2 separate regions of the Capra hircus genome follow, and region 2 is linked to region 1. Evidence: chromatin contacts called from public Hi-C data. All regions are on one chromosome and are shown on one strand. Each heading gives the region's core, a stretch centred on a gene start, on an enhancer-like site or on the middle of the called end of the contact. The rest is flanking DNA. Distances are from core to core; before and after follow the strand shown.

Region 1 (5,331 bases), core at 783-3,282:
ATGGCAGTTTATAAAAAGTTGTGACTTTACTGTGAAAAATCTAGACAGAGTGAGAGTAACATTTGGATTCGTCTTTTACACCCAGAAACCTGTATAACAGAAAGAATCATGTTGCATTTTCCGACAATGCAGAGGCATCCTCAAAGCAATTTGCATCTTTCATTTTGAAGTATTATTCAAAATTGATATTAGTAAGATATTAGTAATTGCTCTAATATAGTATTTAGTAATATTAACGTTGATATTAGTAATTATAATAATGTGAAAGTGAAGTTGCTCAGTCGTGTCTGACTCTGCGACCCCATGGACTGTAGCCTATCAGGCTCCTCCGTCCATGGGATTTTCCAGGCAAGAGTGCTGGAGTGGATTGCCATTTCCTTCTCCAGGGGATCTTCCCGACACAGGAATTGAACCCGGGTCTCCTGCATTGCAGGCAGCTGCTTTACTGTGGGAGCCATCAGGGAAGCCCAATTATAATAAAGTATTAGCTATTTACGGTTAATCATTGCTTACACTTGAGTACTTACTATGTGTCTGAAACTAAAACACCTTAAATAACTTATTTACTCCTCATAAAAACTTAAAAAATACGTATTATCTTAACTTACATATAAGGAAACTAAGACACAGAGAAGCTAAGTAACTTCAAAAATCACAAACTGCTATTAGAGATTCAACCCCAAAGTCTGATAGCCAAGTAGAAGTGCTTAGCTATGCTGCCTAGTTAATGATAATCAACCATAATAACAGAAGATTATAGTGCTTAAAAGACTACTTTTGGAATAAACTAAAAGCTGATTTTAAGCTCGTAGATCAGAACAAAAATTTTTACTTAATCATTTGATATTTTTGAGAAAAAGTCTAAGCTACCAATTTGTAGTTCTGAAATGAGACTGGTTTAAGGAATAATTTATTTTGACTCTTATCAAGCGGCCTTAGAGGTTATGTGCTAAGTAATTTCTTCTGGATCTTCGGGGAACCACAACGGATAAACACCATGAAACTGAAGGCCACCAATGCATAAAAGAGTAACATTTTACATTAACTTTAATGTGCCGGAGTTTGAAAGGATCAGCACGAGGAGCTGATACAGGAACTCTTCTCGCATTGTACATAAAGGCATATGAAAATGAAATTTCTTGACATTTTCATATAAACATTCTCAGGGCCTGACACTGTGAGAAGTGTTGAGGTTAGAAAAAAGAACACCAAATTCCTGTCTTCGTGGAGTTTAACGGCAGAAGATAGACGAATAGGTCAATAAACAATTAGAATATTATGAAGTGGTAAGGACCATAGCACCACTCTTCTCCAGAATTGAGCTTTATCAAGAAGTAAGTGTGCGGGAGTTCACTCTTCTCCAGAATTAAGCTTTATCAAGAAGTAAGTGTGCTGGAGTTGGTGATGGACAGGAAGGCCTGGCGTGCTGCGATTCATGGGGTCGCAGAGTCGGACACGACTGAGCGACTGAACTGAACTGAACTGAAGTGTGCGGTCATGCAGCGAAATCAGAAACTTGAATACAGCTCCTCAGGGAAAGCGGGCACCCTACAAGGCAGCTGAACCAGGAATCTTCGGCCTGGCCTCCTGCCACCGCTCACATGGCCAAGTAAGAGAATCGATTTACAACACGGCCGCCACCGCACAGGGATCAGCGACTCGCCGCGGCTTGCTGCGCCGCCAGGCGGGTGCTGAGGGCCATCGTCTCCACCCTCTGACGACCCCCAACGTGAGCGTTTCCAGCCCCGTTTCCCAGACACACGCATTTTTCGACAGCCGGCCCCTAGCCTGACAGCTAAGCCCCGAGGTGGAACGGGGTGACAGCCTGACAACGCTCTCCCAAAACACTAGCGAGAGGAATAAAAACAACTGGGCCTACAGCTTCAGTGCACCAGAAAAGAGGAGAAACCCGGCTGAGAAAGCGCAGAGCCGACCACTAGAGCTCAGGCACCAGCGGACTCCAAGGCCAGCGAAGCCGGAAGTCGGGCCGCGCCGCAGGAAGTTGAGAGGCGGCGCCGGAAGATCAGCCGTGTCCTCCGTACCCCAGCCGGAAGCAGCTCACCAGCGCCGCCGTTCTTCGCGGGCCTTGTGACTTTAGGGTTCCAGCTTCACGGAGACCACGCGGTGTTAAGAGGTGGTCGTACACGCGCCCTAAAGCCACAATGTCGTATCCATCCCCCCAGGCTAAGCCTTCCAACCCCAGTAACCCTCGAGTCTTCTTCGACGTGGACATCGGAGGGGAGCGAGGTGAGGAGGCGGGGCGCCCGGGGTCGGGGGCCCCTGAGGCTGGAGCGCTGCTCGGGCAGGGGGCTGGTCTGAGGTGGGGCCGGCTGCCCACACTGGGACCTGCACTGGTCCAGGCCTCTGGGCTGGGTTGCGCCCGCGACCTTGTACCGGTGCCGTGGGGCGTGGAGAAGTTTCTGGAAATTTCTGTTCGAGGAATGCTGGAAGCTTTTGGGTTTATCTGTCCCGACTTGGCCGCACCTGCCCGCCACCTAGCACCGTGAAGTTAGCACAAAACGAGATGATTTTGTTTGTAGGGCGAAAACCTGCTTTGAAAACCCCAGGTTAAGCGTCTGGTGGGCTCCCGTCACCCTGTGTCTTTCGCCACGTGATGTATGTCAGCAGTTGCCATGTTATCTATAAATTAAACCGACTTTTGCGTGTTTTCCTTTTTTCTTTTTTACTACTGATTCTTCTTTACTACTGATGCATTCAGATTGGTGGACATTTTCTCCGTTTTGGCGTGGGGAAAATGAGATCTGTGTGGCGGTGTGGTTGCCTAGGCTACAGTAGCAGCTTGCAGGCGCCTCAGGTCTTGTGAATTCTCACATTGCTTTGTAGCTTAATTGCTCCTGTTCTGGAACACGTTACAACTGCTTTAAAGGAAAAAACTCTGTCCCTTAAGCCTGGGACAGAGTATCTCAGCTCTGTTCAAAGAGATGAGGAAGGAGTCAAGGTATATAGGAGTTTTTGCAACAAAGACCTCGTGGTCGGAACATCGAAAAAAGATTACTGTTTATTAAAGAAAACCAGGTGTCTCTAGTTAAGGAGTGTAGGGCTTTTCTCTGTATGGGAAGATGTAAGAATCTGGGCTCACTGCAATCATTCATTTGATGTGCATCTCAGCTGTCTGGGGCCAGTATCCTGTGTTTTCCCATCCTTAGTCTCCTCAGGGTACACTGTTCAGGGTGGCTGCAGCAACTGACTGCTAGGTGGACTTGGAAATGGGCAGCCTGTTTGTCTCCATACTGAGTTCCCTCCGGGCTCTTCGGCTGCGTCAGGTCAGCATAATGTGATGGCTTAATGGCTGCAACAGTCTTTGTTTACTGAGAAGGCAGGCAAACACACGCAGGGAGACTTAGGTGTGTGTTCATTTTGTTTTGAAATTTAGTGCTGGGTTTATTGCCTGCATTAGGAATTGTCTAGAATGGCAACTTTTTCAGGTTTTGCTGCAGAGGCAGCACTAGGCAGGTTCCACAGAGCACAGAGACCACAGCTGCACTTAAAACTTGGCCAGCCTGACCACTCAGAGGATATTGTATTTTCTTCTATTGGTCATTTGGTGATTTAAAATTATGCGCACATGTCAGAGAAAATCAATCAAATGATGGTGTCCTTTGTTGTTGTTCTGTCACTAAGTCTTGTCTGACTTTGTGACCCTCTGAACTGCAGCATGCCAGGTTTCCCTGTCCTTCATTATCTTCCGGAGTTTGCTCAAACTCATGTCCATTGAGTCAGTGAACCCTGAATATTCAGTGGAAGGATTGATGCTGAAGATCCAATACTTTGGCCACCTGGTGCGAAGAGCCGACTCATTGGAAAAGACCCTGATGCTGGGAAAGGTTGAGGGCAGGTGGAGAAGGGGCCGACAGAGGATGATGGTGTCCTTATATGCTGCTGATCTTCTGGCTACTGTTTATGATCTTTTGTAAGATGTAGTAAAGTAGTTGTTTTAAAGTCATCTGGATACATGATACTCAATTTAGGTAGACTGAATTAGAATATTAGAAAAATGACCAAAAAAAGAAAACTTGGTATTTTTCAGTCACCATAATTTTACCATTGTTTTGCATACTGACACAATTTTATTTTTTCTTTCAGTTGGTCGAATTGTCTTAGAATTGTTTGCAGATATTGTACCCAAAACTGCAGAAAATTTTCGTGCATTATGTACAGGAGAAAAAGGCATTGGACCCACCACTGGGAAACCTCTCCATTTCAAAGGATGTCCTTTCCATAGAAGTATGTATACATTTTGTGAATCTGATTCTTCTTAGAAGTCATGAATCCTGTTCCTTAGGGAGTTAGGGAAGAAAACACTAAGGAGAGGGTGAGAGTTAAAAATTACTATTAGTTTCAAAAGGATGCTTTAACATCTGAGACTATAGCTCAGTTTCATAGATGTTGGGCTGTGAAAGGTGGAAGTAATTATGGCAGGGTCCTAAGGTTTATTTATTGAGAAATGGGTTACCCTTGTTTCACCAGGATGTGGCCATGATAAACAAATAGAGCTTGGGTAGCTTGACTGCCTGGTGACACAAAGTTATGCCTACTTCTTGGGCAGGATTGCTTGGGAAGACTACAGCTGACTTAAAGATTCCATATTTTGGATCCCTGGTGTGACATGTGATGACTAGGTGACCTTTCACTGTGTTGTCATACTTTAGTGATGATTTGCTGGTACTCCCCATGGAGTAGCTCCATATTTGAGGAACTGCATCTTCTCACCATTTTGTCCTCAGCATCTAGTATCGTTACTGAGTAGGCACTTAATATTTATTTAATGAATAAACAAGTTAATTTGTAGTTACATAAGTATTTAAAGAAACTTGATTAAGAAAAAATTAACATTGATTTTAGATTACTTAAACTGTAGATTTACTTTCATGTTTAATAAACTATCAAAATACAAGCATGTGTGTTTGTGCTTAGTCAGATCCAACTCTGCGACCCCATGGACTGTGGCCCACTAGGCTCCCCTGTCCATGGAATATTCCAAGCAAGAATACTGGAGTGGGTTACCATTTCCTTCTGCAGAGGATCTTTCCAACCCAGGAATTGAACCTCCATCTCCTGTGTTTCCTCCTTGGCAGGTGGATTCTTTACCACTAGCGCCACTTGGGACGTCCCAAATATAAGCATACCAGGGAGAGGTTTGGTTCCAGACTACTGCAATAAAGTGAATGTTGTAAGAGAGCAAGTTACAAAGTTCCAGTTTCCTAGTGCATATAAAAGTTATATGTGCAGGATACTATAGTCTATTAAAGTGCACAGTAGCATTGTATCTGGAGAAAAATACATATCTTAACTAATACTTTATTGCTAAAA
Region 2 (5,655 bases), core at 706-3,205, 140 kb before region 1:
TGAGTGGAACGTGGGCGGAGCTAGGTGGCAGTAGGGCCCGTCCTGGCAAACTCGCAAACGGGCCTTGAAATCATTCAAGACAGACCTTCTCTGTGACTGAAGAACCGTGATTACCAGGCTCCTCCTTCCATGGGATTTTCCAGGGAAGAGTACTGGAGTGGGGTGCCATCGCCTTCTCCTAACAAGTACATTAGCACCAGGCATATTCCTGGCCATTTATATTTTCCTGTTTGCTGTGACTTGGTGAATGTTTAATAAAAATAATAACAATCTTTGGAAATAAGTGTCCCCCTGTCAAAATAGTGCAGCCCTCGATGTTCTGTAATACTGGAAACTCAACCATCACTTAACCCTTGGCTTCATAAAGCTCTCCCCTGTGACTGTACCTCTGGCTGCACCCTGACCTCAGTCTGACCACGGCAGGCCCTGCTGGATTGTTGGGGTGCTGAGAGGGTACTTCCGAAAACATATGCTCTCCTTTGAAAGAGAATTTTGGGCCCAGAGGAAGGGACTCTGCCTTGTTATACCGAACACAGGGAACTGATCTCAATTAGTTAAACCTCACATGGAAAGCACAGCTAAGTATACATATATTTATCTAGTTAAATGTACACCACTCAATTCATGCTCCTTTAAAATGGGTGACTGGGCACCAAGAAACACCATGTTTTCTAAACATCTGGCCCCCTTCTGTCACGTCTTAATAACTTTTTCATCAAGCCTGTTGTCCATAATTAGAATGGCAGTGCCTGGTCCTCCCTGGGAAGAACCCGACGACCCAGAAGGAGCTGGGCTCCCGGCTCCTTCCCCTTCAGGACACCCGTATATACTTCAGTTAACTCATCTGCACCTAGGACCTTGCTAACATGGGAAATGCACCCTCCTTCCTCCTCACACACTTCATGACCCAGGGTACAGAGAAAGACAGCTTCATTATCTGTAATAGAGTGAGGATGCAGCAACAGGGTGAGAATGAGACTCTAAGTAATTAGTATGTGCAGAAAGCACCTGAAATAGAGTGTGGCTCACAGTGACGGCTCTCATTTCATTACTACTAGAATATGCTCTTTCCCAGAGTTGCTGTGCCTGTCCCCAGTCTGAAGTTCTTTTCTGGAAAATGCTGCTCTTCTAACTGTGCACAGAAGAATTGATGCTTTTGAGTGGTGGTGCTAGAGAAGACTCTTGAGAGTCCTTTGGAGATCAAAGCAGTCCATCCTAAAGGAAATCAACCCTGACTGTTCACTGGAAGGACTGATGCTGAAGCTCCAATACTTTGGCCACCTGATGCAAAGGGCCAGCTCACTGGAAAAGACCCTGATGCTGAGAAAGATTGAGGGCAAGAGAAGGGGATGACAGAGGATGAGATGGTTGAATCGGTGATGCCATCCAACCATCACCGATTCAACTGAAGTGAATCTGAGCAAACTCCAGGAGATAGTGAAGGACAAGGGAAGCCTGGTGTGTAGTCCATGGGGTTACAAAGAGTCAGAGATGACTTAGCGACTGAACAACAAGTGTGTCTTCCTTGAAAGCCCCCTCTACTCACTCCTCTATCTCCCGCGGCCCCTGTCATATTAACAGCTGCAGCAGCAGAATGGACAAGGCCACTTACAGATAAGCAGTGGAGTTCCCACAGCAGCCATGAGTCATCACGTCCCATAGCACAGACGGAGAAGCAGAGGCACGGAGGTTAGGCCGCTTGCCCAGGAGGCAGGGTTTTAGTCCAGCTGTCTGGCCCTGGCCCTCACCCTCCACACTGCGTACTCTCTCTCTCTGTGGGCTCGCCTCTGCCCATCCCACCGAAGGAGTGCTCAGGATGTTCTCAATACAACCTGCCTCCTCCACAGGCAGCAGGTGTCCCAAGAATGAGCTGCCTGTCATCCCAGCCCTGGGTCCAGCCGACGGACAGGGTCCTGGGACAGAGCAGGTATGCAAGCCTGACTGGTCACTGTAGGCTCTGCTGGTGAGAGGCTCTGGCACTCCCCTCTCCCACCCTGAGCCCTGGTCTCACAAGCCCATGCTCTGCCAGCCGCCACATGACACGCCAGGTCCCTGTGCTAGGCCTGAGTGCAAAGCTTGGAGGAAGTAGCCCAGGGGGCGGTGGACAGAAAGACAAAGTCTCTGCCCTCGGCTCAAACTTAAAAGGTAATGGAATCATAGCGTGTGGTTACTCTCTTTTTTCTCTGACTTTCCTCCTATCCAGTCCACCCTCTGTAGGGCAGTGGGCCTCAACCAGGGGTGTCCTGCCCCCTACAGGACACTCAGCAATGTCTGGTGACATTTTTCATCATCACAACTTTGGAAGAGGGGTTTTCACTGGCAGCTGGTGAACAGAGGCCAGTGATGCTGCTAAACATCTGACCAGGGATTTCTCTGGTGGTCCAGTGGCTAAAACTCCGTGCTCCCAATGCAGGGGGCCTGGGTTCCATCTCTGGTTAGGGAACTAGATTCCAACGCTACAACTAAGATCTGGTACAGCCAAATAAATATTACAAAAAAAAAAAAAAATCTGACCAGGCACAGACAGCCCCTCTCCCCACAACCAACAAAAAATTTTCTGGTTCAAGTGTCAGTGGTGCCAGCATTAAGGAAGCCCACCAGAGGAGCAGCTGTGGCTGCCATGTGGGAGGGCCCAGTGGGCCTGCATGGCTTTAAAGACCAGAATGAGGCTCTGGTCGGGTGAGGGTCCTGCTTTACAGGTAGAATCTGTGGGCCAGTCTCCTGTTCCCTGCCAGCCCAGTGACACCTGGGAATTGCTGGGCTGGATGGCGAATATCAACCGAAAACGTTGCTGTTTCTGCAGTTCCATCCCACACGGCCTCTGAATGGTCACATCAGGTACTGACCCAGCTGCGCCCAGAGAGGATTGTATGGGTGTGTCTTGGCGAGCATGTTGACTAGCTGAGAGGTGCGTTTCTCAGAAAAGGCTTTGATGGGTGGGTGGTCAACAGGCATGACGGTGGGTACCCAGGCCAGGTGGTAGGTTAGGACTGCAGTCAGCAGGGCAGCAAAAAACCTGGAGAAATGGGAGAAAACATAAGCAAGTGAGTCAATGCAGGAAGAGGCAGTCACCCACAGCATGTACACGGGCAAGGAACTGTCATGCAAGGCCCCAGTGGGCCGCCCTTACTGGTTCTTGTTGATCTGCTCTATCAGGAGTGTAAACTCCTTGAGGAAGCGCTGGCACAGCTGGGTCCTCTCCAAAGTGCTGGACATCATGGCCAGCCATACGGGCTCGGCGATCCTGGGCACGGAGTACAGGCTCCAGATCGTCCCTCTATGGAAGAGAAAGGGAGCAGGGAACTGTCACAGGTGTTGTGGTGGATGACCTGTGCATAAAGGAACCCAGAAGAAAACAGTCATCTGGATCTATGGAGTCCCTAAGGCATTCAAAGCAGAATGTAATACAGGGGTGGGTTGCAGGGCAGGAACAGAGACACAGGCAAAGAGAACTGACCTGTGGACACAGTGTGGGAAGGAGACGGGGGGTGAACTGGGAAAGTAGCAGTGACATATACTCACTACCGTACGTGAAACAGACAGCTAGGGGGAAGCTGCTGTAGAGCACAGGTAGCTCAGCTCAGGGCTCTGTGACGACCTAGAGGGGTGGGACCCGGGGCATGGGAGGGGAGCTCAGGAGGAGGGGACATACATGTGTACTAGTGGCTGAATCACACTGTTGTACAGCAGAAACTAACACAGCTTTGTAAGGCAATTGTACTCCAATAATACAATGTTTTAAAAAGAAAACTAAAAATAAAATAATATGAAACAGGGGTTGGTAAACTAGGACACAATGTACAGGTCAAATCTGACCTTTATTATAAAGAAAGCTTTATTGGCACATGGCCATGCTCATCATTTCCCTATTATCTTTCGGTACATTTGCACAACAGAAAAGCTGAGCAGCTGCATCAGAGACCCCCTTTTCAGGAAACGTATACTACACACTGATGTAAAATATCCTTTACGATGCCTTGTGTCAGAATCTAGGGCAATTTTTACAGGAGAAAAAAATAAGGAAGAAAGATCAAATATGCTAGACTTAAAATGTGACCAGAAGCAACTCAACTCTCCCAATTTCTCGTCAGCACTTTCCTTCTCTGAACCAAAGCACTTTATTCACTTCAGATGAAAAAGCTACATAAATGTCTCTTCTTCACTATATTATTTACTAGATTCTTACATGGACTAACAGAATCAAATTCTTAGGACAGAAACCGAGGTGTAGCGGAGCTAGGTTCCTTGCAGCAGACACACACTCCGATGAGGGCACCTGGTGCCGCGGGCTCTGCTCCAGCCCCTGTGGCTCACAGGGGTCTTTCCAGCAAGCACACCGACTTAGCCTAGGCTTCCATTCCCCACTGAGAAACTGGCTTTAAGAAGCACTGCAACAGCCCTGCTCAGCCTGTTGACCATGAATCCCACCTGCCCCCCAGAGCAGACCACCTTTCTGCCTCTGAGGCTAGGACACATCCCCTCTCCCCGGTGAATATACATGAGGCATATTCTGACCTCAGTTTGGGGCCATGTGCATCAAGGAGCTGGGACACACAGGATCCTGCTTTGGCACAAAGCAGAGCATCTTTGAGTAAGCAGGAGGGGCAAGTTACAGCCACACGGACCTAGGGTTCACCTACTGAAGCCAAGGCCTCCAAGCAATAACACACCATACTGTCATCGTTTCTGAGCAGCGGTTTGCTAAACTAAGAATAAGACCCATCATCCATCCACAGCAAGGCCTCTGATCCTGTGCTTTAAGAGCTGGACCTTTCGTTAAACAAGTGTGCAGACGCTCCAGCACAAGCCAGCCTGGAGTCTGCCACAGCAGCCCCAGGGTGCCTACACTGCAGGAGGTTCTCCAGTCACCACACTGCCTCCGAAACACACAGCTGCACATTATTCCTCAAATATCTGACTTGATCTGAGCAACCCCAGATAATGAGTCATTTGTTACTGGAGTACGTTACACATAATTGAGGGCTCAGCAAAGACTGGATGGAGACTTTGCTTCAAGCAGCATCTGAGTTCACCAGCCTTTACCTTAATCATCACAAAAACCTTCTAATGTTCTAAGAATTGTAAACATTTTTGTTCTGCAGCTAGAGAGGAACAGTTAGATTCATTCATTAGCTCGTGACTGCTTCAGAGGGGGCTTCCACTCCCCGCCCAAGAAGCCGGCCCTAAGGAGTGCTGCAACAACCCTGCTCAGCCTGGTGACCGTAAATCCCACCTGCCCCCAGAACAGACCACCTTTCTGCCTGACACAAGGGGCAAGACCTCTAGAAAACTGGTCTGTAGGATACAAAGGTTGCCAATTAGGAACTCACAGCAAAGATACACTAGGGTGATCATGTGATTTATGTCCTGAGGAGGACCCTCACGGGGAGGACTCCGGGTGTGCACAGGACGGTCCTGACAAACTGGGGTGTCATGTCCCTGACACACACACTCTCCCCACTTGCGCTCTGGACGAACATCTGGACTTCAGGTTTTCCGCATCTGTAAAATGGGCCAAGAGTGCTTACTCTGAGGCTTCTGTGAGATGACGTGAGACCTATGAGCATTGAGTTTTCTCCATTCATTCTGGTAAAGACAATCAGATCAAAGACTGTCCCTCAGGCAGTCATGAGGATAAGTTGGGGCTGGTGACTT

The links. A called contact is a pair of places that touch in the nucleus more often than the background predicts.
Region 2: a Hi-C map of liver shows a contact between it and region 1, with 3 times the contacts expected there. The contact joins the enhancer-like site here to the promoter of PPID in region 1. A contact is called at or near these places in 2 of 5 Hi-C or Micro-C datasets (blood and liver).

The regions. Positions count from the first base shown.
Region 1 is chr17:30,790,047-30,795,377 of ARS1.2, reverse strand. PPID (peptidyl-prolyl cis-trans isomerase D) reads left to right here and starts at 2,032. Exons shown (of 10, transcript XM_018061485.1): 1 at 2,032-2,247; 2 at 4,105-4,245. The coding sequence starts at 2,163.
Region 2 is chr17:30,928,776-30,934,430 of ARS1.2, reverse strand. It overlaps FNIP2 (folliculin-interacting protein 2), which reads right to left. Exons shown (of 18, transcript XM_018061487.1): 12 at 3,131-3,277; 13 at 2,847-3,016. Among named protein-coding and RNA genes, the nearest start is that of FNIP2, 95 kb to the right of the region's middle. Within about 2 kb of position 1,955, at least 1 of the 5 cell types and tissues checked has an H3K27ac peak or open chromatin away from gene starts, as enhancers often do.